Regions from separate parts of the Oryzias latipes genome. Here region 1 is linked to region 2. A link is a contact called in public Hi-C data. All regions are on one chromosome and are shown on one strand. The core of a region is the stretch at or near the end of the contact, and the rest is flanking DNA. Distances in the headings are between cores, read along the strand shown. Region 1 overlaps LOC101172290 (unconventional myosin-X). Region 2 holds the start of LOC101172034 (beta-galactosidase).

Region 1 (5,150 bases), core at 2,190-4,689, 40 kb before region 2:
ATAGAAATATCTAATTAGTTTGCTGATAGTGAACTTTTTTTTAGGTTCAATGTGGATTTTTACATAAAATACAAGAATCTTTGAATACATTGCTATATTAAGCAGATTCTTTATTTTTATTTTATTTTGTTTATTTTTTCTTATTCATGAGTGGTTTTGTGATGAAGTCACCTCAAAGTTCTCAAACCCAAAGATGTCCAAGATGCCAATGGACTTGAAGTTGTCTTTTCCTTTGATCTTCTGGTTGATCCTCATTATGATCCAGGAAAAACACTGAGAGTAAAGCGCCATGGCAACAGAGTCGCGCGAGTCCACCGCCTGCAGATGATGACACGCAGGGACAAAGGGTTACCATAGAGGCCATGCAATGCATAATTAATGGGGACCTTGAAAGACTGCATCCTGAGCAGGACACACATTAACCCAGAGAGCAGGTGGGGAAGAAATGCGTTAAAAGCACAGATTTGTTTGAGTGTGAGACCGTAAAGGTGTGTTCATAAAATAAATACTGGCTTGCAGAGAGTGGGGTGTTATGTCAGCGTCTGTCGACTGTCTGTTGTCACAACAGACAGAATTGTTTATCACTTAAATATCTCAGGAGTGACACACTGCAGGATGGATTTATAGCTAAAAAGAGAAAAAAGTAAACATGCAAAAAAAGTCAAAGTTGTGTGATTTTTATTGTCCTACATATTTTTTATATTTTCAGATTTCCAGGAAGTGAGACCTTTTCAGTCACTTTGCCCCACAGGCGAACACAAAGGCAGAAGGAAACAATGATGACAATAACTGGAAAGGTATATTACGGCCTCTGTAACTGAAAAAAGCTCAATTCCAGGAGCTTAGAAGGTAAATATTATAAGAGAAACAGCTGCAGATTTTAAAAGAAGAATTTTACCAACAAACTAGACTTTGACTTAGATTTGACTTTGTATAATAATACTAATAATTAATTGATACTTTATTTATCCCACAATGGGGAAATTCTTCTCTACATTTAAACCCATCCCCTGGGGGGAGCGGTGAGATGCAGACTCTGGGGGTAACAGCTGGCTGGGGAGAGCAGTGATTGAGCCGCCAACCCTTCAGTTGTTGGCTGACCTGCTCTACCGCCCTGAGCTAAACTGCTGCCTGCAGCACATTGGGAAGATTTTACTGATACAAGTCTATTTTAATTAGCAGCTTGACATTATAACATGAAAATTTAGATTTTAAGTTGATTACTTTTTTGTTAAGTGAAAATAACTTTAAAAAAAGGACCAACACACCAAAGCCTAGAAAACTATCAAGGTTTCATTTGAGTTGGCTTTACCTCAGGGTACTTTAGTGACTAATCACATTCCCCTACTAATTTGTGGTTAGTAGTTCACATTTATTCATTAAAAAATATGAATATGGAATCTTTTTGTGGCTAATACATAACACACTAAACACTATAGTTCACATAAGGGGGAATTTTTCTTCCTCCAGGACAAAAGTAATTGATATGATCACAAAAAGGAAATTACGTAAGATTAAACCCACACTAAATCTAACCTCAAAGGTGTTTTTAGTTGCAGCGTTAAAAACTTTGGAACTAGACTTGGAACCAAGTCAAGTGGAGGAGGTCAGCCATATACATTAAAAATTAAGAACTTTGCAAATATAATACAAAATAAGAAAAACATTGTAAATTTAACTTTTTTGGTTTATGTAAATAACAAAAATATGAAGGAACAGGATTTAAAGGAGACACTAATGAATGTGGACTACGTAGTTGTTTCATATGTAAACTCTCTCTGTCCCCCAAACTGATTGAACTTTTTCTTTTTATGGTTTGACCCAAACTCTATAGGAAAGCTTTGTGTTTGCTGCATGGCTTTTGTTGGAACTTAAAAATCTCTAAAACCTAAAACCATTGACTGTATGTTAGAACTGGACTGAGTGAGAGTGACATGGCCCACTGAAAATGGTGTACTTCTGGCTTCAAAAAAATGAAGTCAATTTAGTCACAATTTTTTCATGACGCCGCCAGATGTTGCCAAGTTGGAGCCGGAGAGTAAGCAGTGATTGGTCCGTGTTGGTCTGAGTCAATATTTCTATTGCAACCACTCTCACCAATCAGAAGTGAGCCTGTTGAAAGACAACAACCCTAAACCTTTTCAAAGCAAGCTCAGTAGAATATGTCAATCAAACGTTTCAAACGTTCAACATAAGACCACCTACTTTGATTGAGGCATCTTATTGGCCAGTTTATGACTTAAATAACTTGGAGAGAAAAAATATCACAATAAAAATTAGGATTAGCAAGAACATGTTTGTCTGACAATACAATGATTGAGTAACAGCTGTTTACTTCTCAACAGAAGTCTATGGGATTTTGCCTTCTTGGAAACCAATGTGGATCCTCTTTGGAATGCAAGGGTCAGTCCAGTTCTCATATACGATCAATGGTTAAAACCAAACAATGCAGAAAAAGCAAAAGTCTTTGTCAGTAGACAAAACTAAAACTGGTCCTTTAAAGATCAAAATCCACTACAAAATGTCTACATTGGTTTAATTACAGACATTAGGAAATATCTGTGGTTGAAAGTTGAATACAGTATTTTGTTGAATTTCATTTAAGCATCATCTGAGGAAAAACATAAAAATAAACATGAGCTGAAGTTCCTTCACATGTGCTGTGTTTTGATTGAAAAATAACCATAAATATGTTGCAAGACAGGCTGCTTAATGTTCTGGGGCTTCTTAGTAACCCATTATGATTCATGCTACCAGCGGGTGTGAACTGAGTACTGGTGGCTCCAGGATCTTCGTCACAGGGGTGAGAAGACTGGTTGTTTGTCCAGGATGGGACGGGGGGGGGGGGGGGGGGGGTTGCTGCAGGCAATGGTGAGGGGGAGTGACCCCTGGCCGTTGTGAGAAGAAGTCCTTCTTGCAGACTCTGAGGCTGGAATAATGGACTCCCTTAAGAGACAAGCTGTCTCAAAGGCCAGGCACAGTGAGCAGTGGCAGGGTGACAGCACAAGTTCTTTGTACGGGGATGAAAAGCTTTCTTGTGGTTGTCGTGTCACTGTGATAATAGTAAAGGTCCGTGGTGCATACTATCTGACTTTTATGAGCATGAGTGGGCTGAGGGGGCTGAGCTAAACCAAGAAAGACAATGTCCTGAGTCAAAATGATCCTGCAGCACAAGAAGAAAAGGACAAGACATGCAGATGAAGACTTGCTGAAGACTCACATTTATTACAGAAGACTGTAAGGGCATTTGAAGCTAAGAGAGGCACCAGTGGCTTATTATGTTGTTGTCCTGGTTCCTGGCTGTCGTATTTCTAGAGAAGAGTCTTACTTCACCCGCAGTCATTGCATCCATTGTGCCTTTGACTTAGATCACTATCACGATGGCTTTATTGTGCCTGGAATCTGGCAGACAAAAAGCAGGAAATGGCCGGGAGTCACGCAAGGGATCCGGGGAGGCATGTGGTGGAGGGTGGCAAAGAAGCTGTGTATGTGTGTTTTCACAAGGGCGTGTGTGCTACCCCAACAAAAGAAGGCAGAAGAGAGAAAGGATAGCCAATGGCAAATATGCAGATTTCCTATAAATCAAACCAGAGAATAAAAATCTGAATATCGAGGAAATCCCACAGGACTGTTTTAGTCACATGATTCTTGCAACTTGCAAAATATGAGAAAGCGTGGCTGGATGTGTCTTTACCTGCTCCACAGTGAGGGGGGAGCAGATCTCTTCTCCTCTAAGGATCATGGAGCGCTGGGTCAAAACCTCCGACAGCTGGAATGAGTCCAGACCCAGCAGCTCGCTGACGTTACTGACCACTGAAAGACATACACACAAATATGCTGTAGTACTTTTATAAAAATGCTAACGAGAACTCAGATAGCATCTGCTGGTGTCAGAAAAGAGATGTGACCCACGGACTCTGATCCTCTACAAACCAGAGGATATACGGCTCTGTTGGGTGGGCCGAGGTGCTCTGCAGGCACTGTACTTTACAAGTTCTTTGGAAAAGAGGTCAGACACAGCGAACAAAGGAGCTTTAAGCTCATGTTACAGCCTGTTCAGGACTCTGTCTGCTTGTGCAATGCCTATCAAACTCAGGGCTATTACATGGAACATGGGTGAGAAGTCTGACATTTCTACAGTTGATTGAAAGGGGTTGTTTAAGCTTCCCGGTCTGCTTTTAACATTTTTGTTTAAATCTCCATGTAATCATGCGTGAAAAAAATGCTGTATTACCCTGGATTAAAAATAAAACACATTATTTATATCTGTGAGAAAAGATAAACGGTACAGCCATTTTTTGTTAAAAAAATATATAGAAGCACCTCACAACCAGGTGCGGTTCATTAAATGCACTTGTTTGAATTAATCATTACCAGGTTAATCCCCGTCACAAAAACAACTTTTTAAACAAGTTTGACATTAAAACATGCAAATATTTAAATTTCACTTCATAAAAAAACTAAACCAAAACAAAGCAGAGAATTTTTAAGTTCAGACATGAAGCTAAAATGGTGAAATCTCATCAAAGATGCATCTGTTACTAAGAAATGTTCCAAGAATGATTTTAGGAATTAGAAAGATAAAGCATACGTGTACCAAAATAATCAAAAAAAGGCTTTTAAGGCTTTAATGGGTCGAACACTAAATGGTGCAGATCGGGTCTGCGTTTCTGGCTCCGCTTTCAGTCTACCTCCTTTTGAAGTGATCTGAGCTCCTCCAGCAGTCATGAATTCAATGTTGCCCATCTGGAGGACTGCTGACAACAACTTGAACACATCTCTGATCTCCTCCTCAGTGAATTCCATCACTTTCAGGGCTTCCTGAAAACCAAAGGTTCCCATCAGGACAAGGTCAACTTTGGTTTTCCTCAGCACAAAATAGCTGTTAATTATGGCTACACTTAAAAAGATTCGCATGAAACCTGTGTTCCACAAAGTGCCATGTTCCTGATGGTTTTTGATTATAATAAGGGCAGTTAGCCCCCCCTAGTGGTTAAACAGTTGAAGTCTCCCTACCATGACACTGTTGAAGAGCTGTTTGTCATCAAGACTGCTGTCATGCAGGCATCCTGACTGGCTCAAGTAGTAATACAACTCAGGATCTTCAGACAAGAGGTACATGTCTACAGCATGAATAAGAAAGGTCAATG
Region 2 (5,576 bases), core at 865-3,364:
AAGCCAGCGTGTGCGTTTGCTCTTCTCATTCCCAGAACAATTAACTGCAGTTGACAGCAGCCTAATGATTCGAGTTTGTTCTATCTGCACTTGTGATCACATTGTGAGTCCACACATTAAATTGTTCAAAGATAGACTACTGAGTGAAGAGGAAGGAAATGAGTTGACTATTTTCTGCTCACAGGATGAAACTGACAGAAAGGGTAAAAACCAAAGAGTTCCAGCATTTAATTCCATGAATAAAGTAATGTAGTGAAGTTTAAATTATTTTTAGCAGATTTCTAGTGTTTGTTGCCTTGCGTTTCTGTGTCAAACAATGGTTACTGTTTTCAGCATCTGCCAATTAACCCTACGCATGATTTCTTGTTCAGTGCAAACATCGACAGCAATTCTGGAAGCATAAATATGAACCTGTAAATTAAAAGACTTGAACAATTGCTAAAACTTTGACTTTAGTTAGAAATGAACTTCAAAACTGCAGAATTGGACTGTCATAACCCCAGTTTAATAGGATAAATTAGTTATTTTGGTCCAAAACAGAAAAGTTTAAAAGTTGAAGAAATATTAAAAAACTGTATAATAGGAATTTGATGTTAAAATTGCTAACTTTTTTCCAACTGTTATTTTGAAGCCCCCAAAAAGACTTTAGTCAGAGTTAAGAGGACGTGAAGGCGCCATCTAGTGTTCATGAAAAGATGCTTAGACAGACTAGCAGAGGCACAGTGCAAAAGCAGAATAAAGCACCTTGTTCCTGAACTGGTAGCTTTGTTATCTTCCTATGCTAAGCTCAATGGGAATTGTTCCCACCTCACATTCTAACCTTATACACAGCATTACAGTGGGATGTGGTGGCTGCCTCCTCTCCCATCTGTACATCTCTACAAATGACAGACAGCGTGCCAAGATGAAAAGCTTACCAGTCAGCAATACATTAATTATGATGGAGTAAAAAGCCTAATTTTTTAGCGTATGCTGAAAATATATTTATTTCATGTTTTCTAAATGTGGAATGGCCCTGAACGTATATCCATGCAGTATTTTCATTGAAACTGGAAAAAAAAGATCAGAACTCAGTTAGAGCATGAGAGTCTGGTCCAGGGGTCAGCAACCTTTTAAAATAAAAGAGCAATCTGGTCCAGTTTCAAACTGACCAAACCCAGTGAGAACTGTAATGCCCCCCGTCAACAGTAAAAAAAAACCAACATATTTATCCGTTTGTGGCCATTGATCCAATTATTTATAAAATGTAGCTTTTAAATATTTGCAGATTTTTTTTTAAACTGATTTAATATTTTTCCATGTACAACTATTTGAATTTCTTTTCCTTTCGATAATAACATACATGTTTCTTTCAAAATAAAAACATGACAATATTGATGTATAATCCAATTTTTTTTTCTAAGTAAATGGAATTAAATGCTAAAGAATTTTGCCTCTGAACAGCAACTGGACACTGTTGTACAGCAGAAATTAGCCTTATTATTATTATATCATATTACACCTTATTCAAATACTAAAACCACCACAAAAATTGATGATGATATCCTGATGATATTTTATTTAGGACATGTACTTTAAAAGGAAAAATTGGACACGATTAAGAAAAAAAAAACATATAAAAAGGAGTGAAAAATTGTTAAAACCTTTCCTGTTTATCACAGTATATTTATGTGTACAGATGTAGATAGGTGCACTTGTAGATGTATAAATCTTTCGAGTTTTTTTTAGCCAAATTAAGTTACAAAACATGTAGATGTCTATTGAGTACGTTAGAAATCATTTTCATACACAAAGGGTCACCTTAAAGGTGGGGAAACAAGCCGTCCAAATAAAAAGTAAAACAGAATTTCCACAACAACCATCATTTTGTTATCGGATGTTTTCAATAAAACATTATTAAAATGTGTTTTAATAAACTAAAACACATTAACCAAAACTACAAGCCCACAATTTATCCAAATTGGTTTAATTTTTCTTCAAAGCCGTAGAGCCACTTGAGGCTCCAGAGCCCTTGGGTGCAGTGCAGCCGACTCCTGGCTTGGGGAGACTGCTCCAAAAAACGGGAGTTGATGGAACGGGCTTTAGGACCAAGCTGACTGATTCTAGTCACATGACGTGCGCTTCAGTAGTTTTGCTTTCTCCGTAAATTATCAAGCAGGAGTAAAAACATAAAGACTCACGTTGACAGACTGATAAATTGAATGACGTTACTTTTCTGTCAGTAATCGGGGTAGCAGATATGACTGCTGCTCTTTTACTTCTCATTGCAGTGAACCTCGCTTGTGGAAATATGGTAAGAAAGTATTTTTATGATGATCATCATGTTTTGTTTTTTTTACTTTGTTTAAGATAATAGTTTTACTTAAAAATACATGTTTCACAATATAGTTATAAGAATTTGCTCTGAAAGTTTCACTTTAATTTCCCCTCTTTTTTTGCAGGTCTCTGCAAAAAACACTTTTTCCATTGACTATAAGAATAACTGTTTCCTGAAAGACGGGAAGCCCTTTCAGTACATATCAGGTAGTATCCACTACTCCAGAATTCCACAGTACTACTGGAAAGACCGCCTTATGAAGATGTACATGTCTGGGCTCAATGCTGTTCAAGTGTAAGCTGGACACTAATGTAGACTAAATCCTTGTTTATGGGGGTTTCTAATCACATCGGCTCTGGCTTTACACACACACAGATATGTCCCCTGGAACTTCCATGAAGCGGTTCAGGGGGTCCAGAACTTTACAGGAGACCAGGATCTGGAGTATTTTTTACATTTGGCAAACCAGACAGGCCTTTTGGTTATAATGCGGCCTGGGCCGTACATCTGTGCTGAGTGGGAGATGGTAAAAAACCTGACTTCATTTGTAAATTGCATAATTTTTTTTTTTTTTACTGTGTGCTGTTTCATGTGGTGATCTTTAGTAAAATAAGTTGACCATCAACACGTTTCTAAATGCTTTATGGTTGATCACTTAACGCAACATTGATTGCAACTTGGCTTTTCATGGGAAACTTTTTATTAAAAATATATTTAAAGTTAAAAATGAGTTTTTCAAAATCTCACTGACAGAAATACATTTTCAGACTAAGTGCATTCATTGGTGAATTTGAGATGCTCCTACATTTTTTTTGTCCTCGATCTGTTCCTGTGCCTTTGTGTTCTTTTAGAGTTAGCAGTAAACCTTCTGAGTCTCTTAACCAAATTAAGTTACATTCACTAACCAAACAGCGTGCAACAGAAAATGTACATCAGCAGGATCTTGTTCAAGTGGCTTTATTACGTTAAAAGCCTCTATAAGCAGTTTACAAGCAGTTTACTTCAGTTTTTTTATGTTTTGTACTTTTGCTTAGATTTTGCAGTATTTTGTGTATGTTTGAAACCAGTTTTCTTGATCTATTTTAATTTTTTTTACTAAAATACCGCTGCAAATTACCAAACTTTGAAAGCTTGGAGTTTTAGAGCTGTCAGCATGTCACTTTAAATAATGTTTTTCATCCTCCAAGCAATACAACTTTAACAAAAATACTCAAAAAACTGGAAGTGAACTTGTCAGCTGTTTTCAAAGCTCATTTAGTCTCAAACGGATTATTCTAATCAAAACTGTAGAATCAATAAAACTGTATTTCTGTTACTCAGTGTTCCTCAAAAAGGATTGTGTACCAAGAAAAAGAAAGCGCGTCTTTGTCTGAAGTTTCACACTAGTTTGTGTTGCTCCTGACAACTTTGGTCTGCAGAAATCTGAAGTTTGCATCTGTGATTGTGAATGGGTGCTGCTTTAGGATGTGATTCCCTGTCAAAGTCTTCATAATTTTGATCAGTTTTCCACATCTGGCCCTTTTATCAATCTACCTCTGAAGTATATTAACACTGTATTCAATGCAAAGATTTGCTCAAGATGCATGGCAATTTGTGTAAAAGTCTTCACCTGTAGCACATATTCTTAGTTTGAATTATTTTGGTGATATTTCTTGCTGTAGGGTGGATTACCGGCATGGTTACTTCAGAAACCAAGCATCAGACTTCGAACAGCAGACACAGGTACAAATGAATCTGTGTGGAAATCAATTGATTTTTTTATCCCTACTATTCATTTGTTTTCCTCTGAACTAGATTACATGCAGGCAGTGAGCACCTGGCTTGCTGTACTCCTTCCAAAAATGAGACCTTGGCTTTATATCAATGGGGGTAACATCATTACAGTCCAGGTGGAGAGCCGAGTCACCGTCTAATATCAATCAGACACTACTAAACATTACTATATTTTGTTTTAACAAACCATCTGGACTGCAGGTTGAGAACGAATATGGAAGTTACTATGCTTGTGACTACAACTACATGCGTCACCTGCGGACTTTGTTCCGCTCCTTCCTGGGTGAGGATGTAGTGCTGTTCACCACTGATGGAAACACAGACAAGGAAATGATTTGTGGGACTCTGGAGGGACTATATGCCACCATCGATTTTGGCACAGGTTTGTGTTGTGAGACACTGCTGAGCAAAAAACAAATGGTTTATTTACTACTATAATACTGTTTATTTGTTTCTTCTTAGACACGAGTGTGGCAGAAGCCTTCAAACGGCAGCGACAGTTTGAGCCTCACGGACCTTTGGTTTGTTTTTCTGGAACCTTTTTGACTTGAAACCCAAGGTTTTTCCCTTTTATGTACATTATTGGAACACATTTTCATCTTTTCTGCAGATTAACTCAGAGTTTTACACGGGCTGGTTGGATCACTGGGGAGATCAGCATGCCATGGTTGATGCTCGGAAGGTCAGCAGGGTTCTTGGAGAAATGCTAACCATGGGGGCCAACGTCAACATGTATGTCTCCATAAAAGAATTTTCTCTTTGTGCAGATTTGGTAAATATTTCAGAGGGAAAAAAAAGAGAATTACCTGCTTTAAAATGACCTGCTGTTTATGAATGTAGCCAAATTGGTGGCAAAATTATCTTGAATTCAGTTACATGAGCATGAAAATTAAATAATTAGGAGTAATCCAAAGTCTACTTTAACAGGAAAGCCTTTTTACATGCATTTAAAAATTGATAATATGGAAAAACATGATTTGCATGTTTTAGCTCATTTTGAAATGTATTTTAGTGAAAGTAAAACTCACTACTGTTTTGAAAGCATCTGGTTTCTTTTAGGTACCAAAAGCTGTGCCTAGTGTCAGCTGTTCTAACGTGGATGCAAATACGTCTTCAAAATATAGATTCATTTTAGTCAGTTGTTCAATTCAATTTTATTTAAATAGTCCAATATTACAAAAATAGTCATCTCAATGGGCTTCATACCGGTAATCGTATAAGAACATGAAATCAGTCATAAAATATTATTGGTAATTGCTAAACTAAACTAAACAGACTAAGCTAAACTGGACATCCCTGTTCCATTTCTGAAAGACCCACTACGATGAAAATAGTATTTTTGTTGTTTTTGACATGTATAAAGAAAATTTAGCTTAAAATTGCTTTACTTTTTTTTTTTAAATCGTTGTGAATCAGAACCAGATGGAAAAAAAAGCCCTTTGAAAACATTTCTAGTTGCTATGTACAAACTAAAATCAGCGGGCCA

What was found. Hi-C and Micro-C count contacts between places; a contact is called where the count stands out from the background.
Region 1: a contact with region 2 is called in a Hi-C map of embryo, with 1.6 times the contacts expected there. The contact joins the enhancer-like site here to the promoter of LOC101172034 in region 2. A contact is called at or near these places in 2 of 5 Hi-C or Micro-C datasets (embryo and fibroblasts).

Annotation. Positions count from the first base shown.
Region 1 is chr21:20,208,755-20,213,904 of ASM223467v1, reverse strand. LOC101172290 (unconventional myosin-X) reads right to left here. Exons shown (of 41, transcript XM_023950642.1): 9 at 5,017-5,123; 10 at 4,692-4,821; 11 at 3,695-3,813; 12 at 172-318. Among protein-coding and RNA genes, the nearest start is that of LOC101171955, 28 kb to the left of the region's middle. Within about 2 kb of position 3,439, at least 2 of the 8 cell types and tissues checked have an H3K27ac peak or open chromatin away from gene starts, as enhancers often do. A contact at or near this core is called in embryo, where this site is marked.
Region 2 is chr21:20,167,243-20,172,818 of ASM223467v1, reverse strand. It overlaps LOC101172034 (beta-galactosidase), which reads left to right and starts at 2,114. Exons shown (of 16, transcript XM_004081882.4): 1 at 2,114-2,293; 2 at 2,442-2,611; 3 at 2,693-2,843; 4 at 3,979-4,039; 5 at 4,112-4,206; 6 at 4,292-4,472; 7 at 4,553-4,611; 8 at 4,701-4,822. The coding sequence starts at 2,240.